2 separate regions of the Macaca mulatta genome follow, and region 2 is linked to region 1. The links are chromatin contacts, called in public Hi-C maps. All regions are on one chromosome and are shown on one strand. Each heading gives the region's core, a stretch centred on a gene start, on an enhancer-like site or on the middle of the called end of the contact. The rest is flanking DNA. Distances are from core to core; before and after follow the strand shown.

Region 1 (7,928 bases), core at 3,000-5,499:
CAGGGAAGGGAGATGGGAGGTATGTGGAGGGTAAAGCTGTTTTATTTTATTATTAATTATTAATTTTTTAAGAATTAATTTATATTTATTTATTTATTTATTTATTTATTTGAGACAGGATCTCACTTTGTCATCCAGGCTGGTGTGCAATGGCGCGATCTTGGCTCATTGCAGCCTCAACTTCCTGGATTCCAGCGATTTTCCCACGTCAGCCTCCTGAGTGGCTGGACCACAAGTGCACGCCACCACACCCAGCTAATTGTAGTTTTGCTAGAGATGGGATTTCGCCATGTTGGCCAGGCTGGTCTCAAACTCCTGAGTTCAAATGATCCTCCCACCTCGGCCTCCCAAAGTGCTGGGGTTACGGGTATAAGCCACAGTGCCCAGTCTTAGGTTTTAATTTTTGTTCGGTCCATAGTAAGTGTGTGTATTTATGGGGTATGTGAGATATTTTGACACAGGCATGCAACGTGAAGTAATCACATCATGGAGAATGGGGTTTCCATTCCCTCAAGCATTTATCCTTTGTGTTACAACCCAATCACACTCTTTGAGTTATTTAAAACTGTGCAATTATTATTGAGAATAGTCACCTTGTTGGGTGATCAAATAGTGGGTCTTATTCATTCTATTTTTTTTTTTTTAAACCCATTAACAAAACCAAGGCTGGGCACGGTGGCTCACGCCTGTATTCCCAGCACTTTGGAATGCCGAGGCAGGTGGATCACTTGAGGTCAGGAGTTCGAGATCAGCCTGGCCAACATGGTGAAACCCTGTCTCTGCTAAAAATATAAAAATTAGTCAGGTGTGGTGGTGGGTGCCTATAATCCCAGATACTCAGAAGGCTGAGGCAGGAGAATTGCTTGAACCCAGGAGGCAGAGGTTGCAGTGAGCCGGTATCTCGCCACTGCATTCCAGCCTGGGCGAAACAGCAAGACTCCATCTCAAAAACCAAAAAGAGAGACAAAAAAAGCCCATCCCCTGCAGCCCCCCAGCACCCTGCCCAGCCTCTGGCCACCATCCTTCTACTCGCTGTGTCTGTGAGATCAATTGTTTCGACTTTTAGCTCCCACAAGCGAGTGAGAACATGCGAGGTTTGTCTTTCTGTGCCTGGCTTATTTCACTGAACTCGATGACCTTGGGTTAGGTGGAGCTATTTTAAACAAGAGGGTCAGAGAGGGTGGCACTGAGTAAGGACCTGAGGGAGGGGAGAAAGGGAGTCATACAGATCCCTGGGGGAACCGTGTCCCCGGCAGAGGGACCTGCCAGTGCAAAAGTGGGCAGTGAGTCCAACGCAGAGGCCAGTGTGGCTGCAGCAGAGTGGGCGAGGGGGGTGATTGAAGGGGATGAGGACAGAGGGGTGACAGGGTAAAATCGTCTGGTGCCTTGTGGACCTGAGACGGAACCATGGGAGATCTGTGAGCCGGGGCGGATGTGATCTGATGCAGGTGTTCACAGGTGCCTTTGGTTGTGTGTGGGGAACAGACTCCAGGGACAAGGAGGGAGCAGGGAATCCAAGGAGTCTGTAGGAAATGAGTGTAGACAGGACCAGGGTGGGAGCTTTGGGGTGGCAAAAGTGTAGAGAGTCTAGATTGACCCAGGCATGGTGGTTCACGCCTGTAATTCTAGCACTTTGAGAGACCAGGGCAGGCGGATCACCTGAGGTCAGGAGTCCGAGATCAGCCTGACCAACACAGTAAAACCCCGTCTTTACTAAAAATACAAAAATTAGCCAGGAGTTGAGGCAGAAGAATGGCATGAACCCGGGAGGCGGAGCTTGCAGTGAGCCAAGATTGCACCACTGCACTCCAGCCTGGGTGACAGAGCGAGACTCCGTCTCAAAAAAAAAAAAAAAAATTAGCCAGGAGTGATGGCACGCTCCTGTAATCCCAGCTACTTGGGAGGCTGAGTCAGGAGAAGTGCTTGAACCTGGAAGGCAGAGGTTGCAGTGAGCTCACACCACTGCACTCCAGCCTGAGCAACAAGAGTGAAACTCCTTGTCAAAAAAAAAAAGGAGTTTAGATCCATTTCGAAGGCAAGGCAAACAGGATTTTCTAGACACTTAGATGTGGAGCATGAGAAAAAGAGGAATCAAGATAGATCCCAAGGCTTTCAATCTCATTTAACCCCAAGGCAGCCTCACAGAATATTATCATTCTTGGGTTACAGATGAAGAAACAGATTCAGAGAGGGTTGCCGACTTGCCCATGGTCACACAGGAATTGGCAGAGCTGGGATTTGAACCAGTTTCTGTTTGACACCAGTGTCCAACCTCTGCCCTCTGTGGAGGTTGCCACCTCCCGGCATGTCCATAGCCTCACCCAGCCCGGGACAGGGCATGCCAGGCCCACACAGGGCACCAGTTCAGTCAGTGGCCACAGCACTCCATGACTGTCCAGCTTGTGACCTCACGGTCTTGGCCCGGCCCGCCACGGGATTCTCTCACTGCTCATCACCTGTGTTGAGTAAACTGTGTTTCCCTGGCTGCCTGCGAGCTCCCAGAGGGCATGACTGTAGCCGATTCATCACTGTCCCTGGCATTGCCTGGCCGGAGCCTGGCATGTAGTGGCCTTCATTAAGGCAATCAATATTTATTAAGCATCTATCTTGTGCTGGGCAATGCTGGGATGCAGCTCTGGGCCCCGTCCTTCTGAGGTTGAAGTCCAGTGGGGGAGTCAGAGAGACCTATCTCCAGACAGTGATGGCCTAGAATGGGCAGGACTGGAACTGCAGGGGAGCCCAGAGTCCCCAGCCCAGCCTGAGTAGGGGCCTGGGAGGATTTGGCAGAGGTGTCGAACTCAGGGTCACCACCCTCACAGACTTAGCCTTGTGGGTGTAGACAGCCAATGAACAAGTTAACCAATCAAGGAGAGAATTACAGATGGAAGTAAAATGGGGAAGGGGCAGGCAGCAACAGAGGATATTTTTGCTGGGGTCGGCAGAGAAGGCCTCTGAGGAGGGGACACCGAGGTTGAGACCTGAGGTTGAGAAGGTGCCAGCCTGGGATGAGCTGGGGAGAGGGCACACAGGGGGCAGACAGCCAGCACCCAGGCCCCGCAGTGAGAAAGAGCTGGCTGTGTTCCAGGAACGGCTAGGAGTCCTGCATGCCTTGGGCCAAGTGAGGGGTGGGTGGGAGGGAATAAAATCTGCGGAGGCAGAAACCACGCCCGTGATGGGGGAATAGATAGATCTCAGGTCATCCGGCAGGGCTGGGAGCCCGCAGGTCCCAGGGCAGCCGTCAGCCCTGGGGCCTTTACCTGTGATTCGTGGAGTCCGACCACTTCCTTCACCTGCTCAGAGCCTCCTCTGGCTCCACCCAAAGTCCTCACCATGGCCTGTAAGGCCCCGTAAAAGCCGTCCCCACCATTGCCCTATCCTCAAGCTCGGTCTCCCTCTCACTTCTCCCTGCTCCAGCCACAGTGGCCTCCTCGTGGACACTCCAACAGGGCACGCACGTTTCCTTGTTTTATTTTTCTCTTTTTAAAACTTTTTTATTTACATATATTTTTTGAGACAGGGTCTTGCTCTGTTGCCCAGGCTGGGGTGCAGTGGCGCAATCGTGGCTCACTGCAGCCTCAACCTCCTGGGCTCAAGCCATCCTCCCACCTCAGCCTTCTGGGCAGCTGGGACTCCAGGCACACACCACCACGCCCAGCTAATTTTCGTATTTTTGGTAGAGACAGGGTTTCGCCGTGTCAGCCAGGCTGGTCTCAAACTCCTGGGCTCGAGTGATCCGCCCGCCTCAGCCTCCCAAAGTGCTGGGACTACAGATGTGAGTTACTGTACCCGGCCAGCCAGGCACATTTCTGTCTCAGGGCCTTTGCACTGGCTATTCCTCTGCCTGGAACGCTCTTTCCCCAGATGTCTGCCCACTTGGCTCCCTCCCCACCTCCTTCGGATCAAATGTTGCCCTCTCAGTGAGATCCCCCTGAAAACTGCAACCACTCCTTCACTGTCCCTGCATTTTCTATGCACAAATCGCCATTTAACCAACTCATTTATCGCGGTTTTTGTCCAACTCTCTGGTTAGGGTGTCAGCTCTGTGAGGGCTGTCTTGTAAATGGCTGTCTTGTAAATGGCTGTCTCTCCAGCTCTGAGAACAGAGCCTGGCACATGGTAGATGCTGGATAAATTATGATTCAATAAATAAAAGACAGGAAAGAAAGGAAGGAAAGGGGGCACGAACTGGCAAGTCTGTGGGCTCTCGCGGTTCATCATCTGTCCTAGCTGGGAGGCAAGAGTGTTAACACGTCTCCTCTTCCCGGATAAGACGGTGCCAGGCTGGGAAACTGAGGCACGAAGGGACTCTCCGTAGCAGTCCTGGAGCAGTGAAGCGGGAGCCAGGCTTCAGACCAACTCTCAATGCCGCGCTCAGAAGAAAAAGTCCCCGACACCACCTGCTGGTGAGTAGTATCATGACAGTTGTGGCCACCTTGCTGACGGAAGGCTGGTGATGCCCTTGCCCAGTGGGCAGGACAGGAGGCAGCCCAGGGGTATCCCCGGAAGATGCGCAGAGTCCATGGAGCCACGGCTTAAGCCCCTTGATGCCTGAAGCCCTGTGGGCACCTCGCCCGATCAGAGCTATGCAGGAGGGCGGTGCCCTGCCAGCAGAGACCTGCTCTGTGTCACTCTGTGCCTGCACACCTGCCCTCCCTCCACAGCCAGCCAGGACTCCCACCTCTCCAGGAGGGAACAGCTGCCCCAGCTCCATAGGGCTGCATGCACCCTACATGGGGCCTCTGGAGGGCAGGGGAGTCAGGGCCCACCCAAATCCCCACCCAGGCCTGGGCAGTCTCTGGTCACAGCAGCCAAGGCAGCAAAACGTAGGCTTCTGGAGGAGAGCTGCCCCCATCCCTAGAGATACATCCTCCGGCCAAACAGGGGTCTCACCACCCAGACATCATCTACGATCTTCCCATCCTGTGAGGGACAAAAACAGGGACAGTAGTTAGAGCTGAAAGCTTGAACTCTGGGGCCAGATGGCCTGGGTTCCAATCCCCTCTTTGCCCTCTGATGGGCTGTACAACCCCGAGCAAGTGGCTAGACCTCTCTGGGCCTCAGTTTTCCTCATGTGAAAAGTGGTGGGGAGAGTAACAGTACCCACATCATAGATGTTGTGGGAGTTAAATGAGATAGTATGTGTAAACAGAGCCCAGCATATGGAAAGGGCTATGTAAGTGGAGGCTATTCTTAGAGCACAAACTCTGGAGTGAGACAGACCTTACTTTATATTTCAGCACATCCACTCTTTCCCTCTCTCTCTCTTTTTTTTTTTTTTTTTTTTGAGACAGAGTCTTGCGGTGTCACCCAGGCTGGAGTGCAGTGGCACGATCTTGATTCACTGCCAAACCTCTGCTTCCCAGGTTCAAGCCATTCTCCTGCCCCAGCCTCCCGACCAGCTGGGATTACAGGCACGCACCACTACGCCTGGCTAATTTTTGTATTTTTTACTAGAGACAAGGTTTCACCATGTTGGCCAGGCTGGTCTTGAACTCCTGACCTCAAGTGATCCACCTGCCTCAGCCTCCTAAAGTGCTGGGATTACAGGCATCAGCCACTGCGCCTGGCCAGCACATCCATCCTCTACGTGGCCTTAAGCATGTGGCTGGAATCTCTGAGCATATGCGATGCACAAAGTAATAGATGCCCAGAGTCATGGCAAGAACCGAGTGAGATCATGCACACAAAGTCTGCGCCCGGTGCATCCGCCACTTGATAAATGGTAGCTATGGGATCCCAGCTCGGCTGTCCTCCAGCTGTGTGACCCTGGGAAAATTACTTTCCCTCTCTGAGCCTCAGTTCCCTCACCTATAAAATGAGAGGAAATCCACTCCTATGAGATTGTTTTGGTGTATAAAGTGCTACTGGAGCCGGATGCGGTGGCTCACACCTGTAATCCCAGCACTTTGGAAGGCCGAGGCGGGCGGATCACCTAAGGTCAGGAGTTCAAGACCAGCCTGGCTAACATGGCGAAACCCTGTCTCTACTAAAAATACAAAAAATTAGCCAGGTGTGGTGGCATGTGCCTGTAATCCCAGCTACTCGGGAGGCTGAGGCAGGAGAACTGCTTGAACCTGGGAGGTGGAAGTTGCAGCGAGCTTAGATTGCACCACTGCACTCTAGCCTGTGCAACAGAGTGAGACTCTGTCTCAAAAATAAATTAATTAATTAATTAAATTAAATGCTACTAAATACAGAGCATCTAGGCAGTGCCTGGTATGCAGTAGGTGCTCAATAAATCATAAATATTATCATTTTTTAAAAACTACAATGGCAAAAATAAAGAAAGGTGAGCCATTATTATTTGGGTCCACCTAACCTTCAGCCAGCCCTACCACATACCCATCTTATTATTTCCCCCCACCTGTGTGCCACCCTGCCATCTTTATCTTCCCCTGCCTCACAATGGGAAACACCTACAAAATTTACCAAGTTCTGCACTATTCTAAGCATTTTATATATAATAAGTCCTTCAACCCCCACGTAGTCCTGTGAGGTGGAAACTATGATCATCCCCTCTCACAGACGGGAAAACTGAGGCTCAAAGAAGTTAGATAAGTGGGCCCAGCATGGTGGCTCATGCCTGTAATCCCAGGACTTTGGGAGGCCGAGGTGGGCAGATCACTTGATGTCAGGAGTTCGAGACCATTCTGGCCAACATGGTGAAACCCCGTCTCTACTAAAAATATGAAAAATTAGCCAGGTGTGGTGTTGGGCACCTGTGATCCCAGCTATCTGGGAGGCTAAGGTAGGAGAATTTCCTGAACCTGGGAGGTGGAGGTTGCAGGGAGCAGAGATCGCGCCACTACACTCCAGCCTGGGCGACAGAGCGAGACTCCGTCTCAAAAAAAAAAAAGTTAGATGAGTGGCTCAAGGTCATTCAGCTGGTAAGTAGCAGGAGCAGGTTTCTAGTTCTACAGTCCACATTTGTTTGTTTTTTTGTTTTGAGTTAGGGTCTCACTGTGTTGCCCAGGCTGGAGTACAGAGGCGAGATCATAGCTCACTGCAAACTCTAACTCCTAGGCTCAAGTGATCCTCTGCCTCAGCCTCCCAAGTAGTTGGGACTACAGACTTCTGCCACCACACTTGGCTAATTTTCGTTTTTGTTTTTTTTTTCCCAAGATAGAGTCTCATTCTGTCTCCCAAGCTGGAGTGCAGTGGCGCCATCTCGGCTCACCGCAACCTCCGCCTCCCAGATTTAAGTGATTCTCCTGCCTCAGCCTCCCATGTAGCTAGGATTACAGGCACCTGCCACCACGGGGAGCTAATTTTTGTATTTTTAGTAGAGACAGGGTTTCACCATGTTGGTCAGGCTGGTCTCTAACTCCTGACCTCAAGTGATCTGTCTGCCTCGGCCTCCCAAAGTGCTAGGATTTCAGGTGTGAACCAGCACACCTGGCCTAATTTTTGTATTTTTTGTAGAGACTAGGTCTCACCATGTTACCCAGGCTGGTCTTGAACTCCTGGACTCAAGCAATCCTCGTGCCTTAGCCCCACCAACTTGCAGGTATTGCAGGCATGAGCCACTGTGCCCGGCCGAGTCCATGTTTTTAACAACTCATTTGCCTGGCAGGGCCTGGCTGTGCAGTCAGATGAGTCGGGCCTGCCCCTCACTGACCTGGTCGTCCGACACCTGCTGGATGTGGATGTGGGTCCCGTTGAGGATGTGCAGCCGGGTGTACCCGTACTCCTTCACACGCACGGCACTCCAGGGCCTCGGGAAGACAGCAAAGGGCGTCAGCCGCTCCTCACAACCCTGGGAAGGGAGAACTGGTCAGACCCAGGGCAGGTGTAGGACCCGCAGGGAAGCAGAAATGACCTGCCAGCCCAGGACCCTGCTGCCCTCAAGGAAGACAGTTCAGACTTGGCCATAGAGACCAGGCCCGGTGGCTCACGCCTATAATCCCAGCACTTTGGGAGGCCAAGAA
Region 2 (7,928 bases), core at 1,926-4,425, 210 kb before region 1:
CATCTGCAGATGGAGCCAGAGTTACCTCCATCCTGATGGCCAGGCTGGGGGACCTTTGGGGCTGCTGGTGGGAGGATCTCCTTGAAACGGTGATCTAGGACTCAAGCCCCCAAATCCTGAGTTTCCACCTGCTGAACTCTGACCTCTGGCCTGGCTTGTGCCCTGGTTTTTTGGGGTGTGAGGGGGAGGATGCTGAATGTGCTGGAGGGATGTTGGGATTTCTTGGGCCTGGGAAGTAAGTAGGTGGGGTGGTGGGGGGGTGCCTCAGGGCTGAGAGGGATGTGTGTCCAAGACTGTGTGAGTGTGAATCTGGGCCTGTCTACTGACTATGCTACTGTGGTTCAGTATTTTCTGTGCATTTTTAAGTGTGTAAATCACAGGACTGTTGTATGAGCATGTGTCTGTTATGAGTGAACACCTTGGTGTGTCTGCAAAGGTGGATCTTTTTGTGCCTGTGTGCATGTTCCAGTGTGGATCAACCTCCTATCTGTATGCTTGTGGTTCTGTGTGTGTGTGTATGTGTGTGAGGTGTCTATCTGTTGGCGTGGTGCTGTATCAACTTTGCAACATGGAGATGTGTGAAGTTGTATGAGTGTGGGCATTTAAGAGTGTGTACTTGTGTGTCTTTGTGCAGGTGTGTGTGTGTTTGTTAGGTGTGTGTGCCCCTGTGTGCTGGTGAGTGTGCAAGGTATATCTGTTGTAAATGCATGTACCTGGTTGTCTGTTAGGGGGCACATGAGTTTCTCTGTTGTATTTGTGCATTTGCGTGTGTGAACGTGCATGGCAGAGTCAGTCTTGTACGTGTGTTGTTGCATGCAGGTGTGTCAACCTTGAGGGTATGTATCCATCTATGTTGTCTGTTTGTGTTTTGGTGTTGGTCTCTGGGGAGTGGGGTTGTATGTGTTCAGACATGTATGTGAAGGACACGTGTGTCTGTGCCCTGGCACAAGGCTGTCCCTACTTCTGGGCTCAGTGGGTTTGAGGCCCATGTGGCATGACCTCTGGTATGCTGGGGTCCCTGGATACAGTGTGTCCATGTGCCAGGCCAAATGCCCATAGAGGGCGGCGGGCACACAGATCATGTTGCTGTATTCATAGAAATCCAGATGTAGAGACTGGGGTTGTGGGCTTGTGTGGGTTCTGACATGGCCACACATGTTGGTGTGGGCAACGGTATCATGGCAAGGATGGGCAACTTGGGCCCTTCTCCAGCTCTTGGTACCTTTCAGGACTTTGTAGTTGAGGGGCTGGGATGTAAACTCTTGGGTTTTAAAGGAGGGCCAGGGGTCTGGTCTGGACTCTTGGGTCAGAGAGGAGGGAGCTAGGGTTCTTGGCTCCTGAAACCCCAGAGGACAAAGGGCTAAAGTCCTCGACTCCTGGGCTTTTGAGGGTGAACAGCCCTGAGGCCTGATCTCCTAGGATTCCAGAGAGGACTTCCGGGTTCCTGTGAGACTATGCAAACCCCGCCACAGGAGGACTGAGAGAGTGATCACACCAGGGACTTCCTTGACTGGGATGGTCTCCAAGGCAGGGTCTGGTGCCCAGAGAAGAGCCAGAACGATGCTAACAAGGTGGTTGTGTTCCTTTGCAGGTGCTGGCCCAGGCCCTGACTCCCTGAAGAGAGGTGAGTAGAGCCGTAAGGCTTCAGAGAGAGAGAGAGAGATATGGGGTGATGGGGCTCGCTGTCAGCCAGCTGGGGGTCTGGAACCCTGCCTTGCATGGATTTCAGTTCAGGGGATGACAGTTTCCTGAAGGACCAGGTGCCCACCACTCTTCCCAAGGCTGGGGAGTGATGACAAGGTCAGGAACATCAAAGTTGGGTGAGGGCTTGCGGTGGCCAGGTGGCTCTGGGGAGCAGGTAGGGGTTTTACACCAAGAGACATTCATTCTTAGGATGGTTAAGGTGGTTGGGAAAGCAGGGTTTCCTCATGATATCAGTAAAGGATACAAGAATATATCAAGATATGAAATGATCCCTGCATTTAGAGGGTTGAATGAATATGTTTTTGCATTTTGTGTGTGCGTGTGCATGGGTGTGGGAAGATCTCCTGATAGCCTGGCCTGCTGGTGGCTGAGAAAGCTGGAGAAAATAATAAATTAATAATAATAATAGTAATAATAATAATAATGATAATAGCAGCAGCTCCCATGTATGTAGTGTTTACTTTGTCAGGAACTATTCTAAGCATGTCATAAAATATTATCTCATTGAATCCTCATAGCAACCTTATGAAGTAGGTGCCATTGTTATTCCCATTTGACAGATGAGCACACTGAGGCACAGAGAGGGGAAGTCCCTTTATTAAAGTCACACAGTGGGGAGGTGAGGTCTGAACCCAGGCAGTAGGGTGGATTCTGTCTTGCAGTGCTGCACTGCTCTCCATAAATGTTAGCTATTTCCATTGCTATTATTATTCCCTCCATTTGAGTCCCACCCCAGCTGTTGGAGGCGAGGCTCTGGACTTCTGTTTCATAGACTGGGGTTCTGAGCCCTGGCGACCCCGCAGCCAAGCAGGTGCAGACTCGGGCTCCTAATTCTGGCGTCCCCCTTTCTAGGCCAGAGTTTCCAGTACATTATAGAGTAGTGATCTATAGGGAGCGAAGGACAGGTTTGGGGTGAACTCAGAGATGGTAGGACACCCCGATCCAGCCTCTTTTTCCACCTTCAGCCTGGTCATTGTCTCCCTTAGTCGCTGTCTCTTTCCTCTTCTGTCTGTGTCTCTCTAATACTGTGTCTATTTTTCTCTCCATCTCTGTGTCTCTCTTTTCTGTGTCTCATTCTTCGCTCTCAGTTTTCTGTCTGTTCACCTTCCTTTCAGACTCATTGTCTTTTTGTCTCTCTGTTTCTCTCCGAATCTGTCTCTCTCTCTCTTTGCCAGTCCACTTCTCCCTCCCCTCATCTCTCCCTGTCTCTCTTCACCTCTCTCTCTGACTTTCCTGGTCTCAGTCCCAGGCCCCCTCCCCAAGGCCAGGAAGATCAAAGCCACCTAAGGCCATAGCCCCAAACACAGATTCCCAGGAGGTAGGCCAGCAGGGGCTAGGACCCAGGGCAGGGTGGGGTGAAAACAGTTTCAGGGACGCCCCCTTCCCATCCTTTCCTCTTCACCCCCCACCCACCCTGTGTTGTGATGGGAACTGACATGTCGTGGGCTGCAGCCGCCGCAGGGGGAATCCCTGCCGGAAGGTTTTGCCTGGAGCAGAGACATAGCGTGAGTGTGCGAGTGTGTGAGTGTGTGTGTGTGTTGTGTGTACCCAAAGATGTGAGCATGAAAGTCTGCCCTGCTTGGGAGCTCAGCTGAGCCCAGGATGAAACCAGACCTCAGAGAAGGACTTCCTGAGGCTGAACTGGAAGACTCAGATGTGTTTTTCTCAGTCCCTCCCACTTTCACACTCTCCCTGCCAATGCCAGAGGTGGGAGGGGGGAAACCCTTAACATTTATTGAGTACTTACTGTATGCTAGGCATGTTCGGTGGTACATGAATGAAGATGGTACAGTTATCATCCCAATTTACAGATTAAGAAATTACAGCCTAGCTAGGGGAAATTGTTGGCTTGGGGGTCACAGAGCTAGCAAAAGGGGAACCAGGATTTGAACCTGAGTCCGTTTGATTTCAAAGTACTTATTCTCAATAATAGGGCACTGTTCTCTGCCTGGTACATATTAAGCACTTCATGATCATGATGATGATTGCTGACATGTAATAAGCACATTTTATGTGCCTGGCACTATTCTAAGTATGCTATGTTCATCAATCCATTTAATCCTCACAGCAGTAAGGCCTGTTTCTATCTCCCTTTTACAGATGAAGAAACCTAGAATCAGAGAGGTTCAGACACTTGCTGGAGGTCACACAGCTAGTAAGTATCAGAGCCGGGATTTGGAGCTAGGGAGTATGGCTTGGACAGCCAGGGCCTTAAACCATAGTTAACAGTGATTTTTTAGAATATTTAGTGGGTACTGGAGGGCCCAGGCTGGGCCAGGTGTCACCCCTCTGGTTGGGAGATCATGAGAGGTTTGGGAGCTACTACAGGAGGGGCAGAGGTGAGGGTGGGACACGAAAGGTAGGGGCAGGGGTAATCTATCAACCAGTATAGAAATATTTTTATTTTTATTTGTTTTTTAAGATGGAGTCTTGCTCTGTCGCCCAGACTGGAGTGCAATGGCGCGATCTCCGCTCACTGCAACCCCCACCTCCCCGGTTCAAGCGATTCTCTAGCCTCAGCCTCCCAAGTAGCTGGGATTACAGGCGCCTGCCACCACGCCCGGCTAATTTTTGTATTTTTAGTAGAGACAGGTTTTCACCACGTTGGCCAGGCTGGTCTTGAAATCCTGACCTCAGGTGATCCGCCTGCCTCGGCCTCCCAAAGTTCTGGGATTACAGGCATGAGCCACCGTGCCCAGCATGGAAATGTTGTAATCTGTTGTTAATAGCTGATAATGGGTCCTCTCACCATCTTATGGAACCCAGCTGTAGGGGTAGGGGAGGGATCCAGGTCTGACTCGTAGCAAGACATCCCTTGGCGGCCAAGTCCCATGCCTAGGTAACTGGCTCCTTCCCCGGCAGGTCTCACCTCCCACCCCTCCTGCCTTCCCACTGCACCATGGCTCCAGGACCCTTCTCCTCGGCCCTCCTTTCGCCGCCGCCCGCCGCCCTGCCCTTTCTGCTGCTGCTCTGGGCGGGGGCATCTCGTGGCCAGCCCTGCCCCGGCCGCTGCATCTGCCAGAACGTGGCGCCCACACTGACCATGCTGTGTGCTAAGACCGGCTTGCTCTTTGTGCCTCCCGCCATCGACCGGCGCGTGGTGGAGCTGCGGCTCACCGACAACTTCATCGCGGCGGTGCGCCGCCGAGACTTCGCCAACATGACCAGCCTGGTGCACCTCACCCTCTCCCGGAACACCATCGGCCAGGTGGCGGCCGGCGCCTTCGCCGACCTGCGTGCCCTCCGGGCCCTGCACCTGGACAGCAACCGCCTGGCGGAGGTGCGCGGAGACCAGCTCCGCGGCCTGGGCAATCTCCGCCACCTGATCCTGGGAAACAACCAGATCCGCCGGGTGGAGTCGGCGGCCTTTGACGCCTTCCTGTCCACCGTGGAGGACCTGGACCTGTCCTACAACAACCTGGAGGCCCTGCCGTGGGAGGCGGTGGGCCAGATGGTGAACCTAAACACCCTCACGCTGGACCACAACCTCATCGACCACATCGCGGAGGGGACCTTCGTGCAGCTTCACAAGCTGGTCCGCCTGGACATGACCTCCAACCGCCTGCATAAACTCCCGCCCGATGGGCTCTTCCTGAGGTCGCAGGGCACCGGGCCCAAGCCGCCCACGCCGCTGACCGTCAGCTTCGGCGGTAACCCCCTGCACTGCAACTGCGAGCTGCTCTGGCTGCGGCGGCTGACGCGCGAGGACGACCTAGAGACCTGCGCCACGCCTGAACACCTCACCGACCGCTACTTCTGGTCCATCCCCGAGGAGGAGTTCCTGTGTGAGCCCCCGCTGATCACGCGGCAGGCGGGGGGCCGGGCCCTGGTGGTGGAAGGCCAGGCGGTGAGCCTGCGCTGCCGAGCGGTGGGTGACCCCGAGCCGGTGGTGCACTGGGTGGCACCTGATGGGCGGCTGCTGGGGAACTCCAGCCGGACCCGGGTCCGGTGGGACGGGACGCTGGATGTGACCATCACCACCTTGAGGGACAGTGGCACCTTCACTTGCATCGCCTCCAATGCCGCTGGGGAAGCGACGGCGCCCGTGGAGGTGTGCGTGGTACCTCTGCCTCTGATGGCACCCCCGCCGGCTGCCCCGCCGCCTCTCACCGAGCCCGGCTCCTCTGACATCGCCACGCCGGGTCGACCAGGTGCCAATGATTCTGTGGCTGAGCGTCGGCTCGTGGCAGCCGAGCTCACCTCGAACTCCGTGCTCATCCGCTGGCCAGCCCAGAGGCCGGTGCCCGGAATACGCATGTACCAGGTTCAGTACAACAGCTCCGTTGATGACTCCCTCGTCTACAGGTGGGTGCGGGTGCTGCAGTCCCAGGGCCTCCTCCCAAGCCCAGGGGGACCCTCTCTCCCACCTGCCCATTCCCTTGGCCTTCTTGCTCAGCCAGGGTTCTAGATGGCTGAGAGACTTGTCCCTGCCCTCCTGTGCCCTGTCTCCTCTCTCTATTTCTTACTGTCTCTATTTTTCATGCTTATAGAAAATATTCGCTGAGCACCTACATGAACCCGACCAGGGCTGGGCACTGGAGTCCTAACAATGACTGAGCTTAGCATGAACCCTGGCCTCATGGGGCTCATGGTCAATATCACTGCTCCCCAAAGCAATCTGATTGTGCACCTCTTCAGTTAAACATTTTGGAGCGTGAAATACACACACACATTTACAGTGACATTTATTTATTTGTTTGTTTGTTTTGAGACTGAGCCTTACTCTGTTGCCCAGGCTGGAGTGCAGTGGCACGAACTCAGCTCACTGCAACCCTCCGCCTCCCGAGTTCAAGCGATTCTCATCCCTCAGCCTCCCAAGTAGCTGGGATTACAGGCACCCACCAACACACCGAGCTAAGTTTTGAATTTTTAGTAGAGACAGGAGTTCACCATGTTGGGCAGGCTGGTCTCGAACTCCTGACCTCAAGTGATCCGCCTGCCTTGGCCTCCTAAAGTGCTGGGATTACAGGTGTGAGCCACCGCACCCGGCCTACAGTGACATTTATATTTATAAATTATATACCAGTACTACCGTACCAACACATTGGGTACATTACAGAAACAGAAAACAAAACATACGAGAAAAATACGTTATTTCCACCCTCCCTTGGGTTTGAAGCCATTGCCCTCGTGTGGACAAACCGTATGGTGTCAACAGACATTTTGAAAAAAGAATTATTTTCTCCCATCACCTCCTTATTCTCTGGCTTTCACCTCTCTGTTCTCCACCTTCTCTGCCCTCATTAGGCACAGAGCCCCTGCTTTGTGCAAAGCTGTCCTGAGCTGGGCGCTGGGGACACAGGGAAACCACCCAGTCCCTGTCCTCAGGGAGCTCATAATCCAACAGGTGGTGGCCCATAGTACATTATGAGTTACAGCCCTGGCCTTGCCATGTCTCTCCATCTCAGTAGTTTTTTTTTGTTTTTGAGGCAGGGTCTTGTTTTATCACCCCAGGCTGGAGTGCAGTGGTATGATCCTAGCTCACTGCAGCCTCAAACTTTTGGGCTCCAAGCAATCCTCCTAACTCCTGAGAGTAGCTGGGACTATAGGCATGCATCACCACACTGGGCTAATTAAAAAAAATTTTTAGTAGAGACGAGGTCTTGCTATATTGTACGGCCAGGTCTTGAACTCCTGGGCTAAAGGGATCCTCCTGCCTTGGCCTCCCAAAGTGCTGGGATTACAGGTGTGAGCCGCTGCACCTGGCCCATGTTGGTAGTTTTTTGGTATGGCTCTCTGTCACAGAATTGGCACACAGTGGGCACTTGATAAATGGTTGTTTGCCACATGGATGTCTCTCCTTCTAGCTCTGCCTCCCTCATGCACATTGTAGAGCACCAGTTAAATGCTTCAGTCCTGTGCCTGGCTTCACATGGAGATGCCAGAGGGGCTGGAGCTGTTTCCCTACCTGTGGAGAGCCCCAGCTTCTGGCTGTCAGATCTTCACTGAGAAACCTGCCTCTTGGCCTCCATCTCTACCTTTCCAGTGTTTTCTTGGCCATAGGCCTGGCACATAGTAGGTGCTTTCCCAGTTTTGGTTGAATGAAAAAAATGCCTCTTGGCCAGGCGCGATGGCTCGTGCCTGTAATCCCAGCACTTTGGGAGGCCAAGGCGGGCGGCTCACTTGAGGTCAAGAGTTCGAGACCAGCCTGGCCAACATGGTGAAACCCTGTCTCTACTGAAAATACAAAAATTAGGCAGATGTGATGGCACGTGTCTGTAATC

Evidence for each region. Hi-C and Micro-C count contacts between places; a contact is called where the count stands out from the background.
Region 2: a contact with region 1 is called in a Hi-C map of round spermatid, with 2.9 times the contacts expected there. The contact joins two enhancer-like sites. A contact is called at or near these places in 9 of 14 Hi-C or Micro-C datasets (CD4 T cells, blood, cortical neurons and 5 more).

Annotation. Positions count from the first base shown.
Region 1 is chr19:50,199,427-50,207,354 of T2T-MMU8v2.0, reverse strand. It overlaps ACP7 (acid phosphatase 7, tartrate resistant (putative)), which reads right to left. Exons shown (of 14, transcript XM_077982698.1): 13 at 7,619-7,756; 14 at 3,453-4,920. The coding sequence ends at 4,855. Among named protein-coding and RNA genes, the nearest start is that of PAK4, 13 kb to the left of the region's middle. Within about 2 kb of position 4,249, at least 6 of the 40 cell types and tissues checked have an H3K27ac peak or open chromatin away from gene starts, as enhancers often do.
Region 2 is chr19:50,407,793-50,415,720 of T2T-MMU8v2.0, reverse strand. LRFN1 (leucine rich repeat and fibronectin type III domain containing 1) reads left to right here. Exons shown (of 5, transcript XM_077982640.1): 2 at 1,592-1,624; 3 at 3,805-3,859; 4 at 4,567-6,009. The coding sequence starts at 4,604. Among named protein-coding and RNA genes, the nearest start is that of IFNL1, 21 kb to the right of the region's middle. Within about 2 kb of position 3,175, at least 3 of the 40 cell types and tissues checked have an H3K27ac peak or open chromatin away from gene starts, as enhancers often do.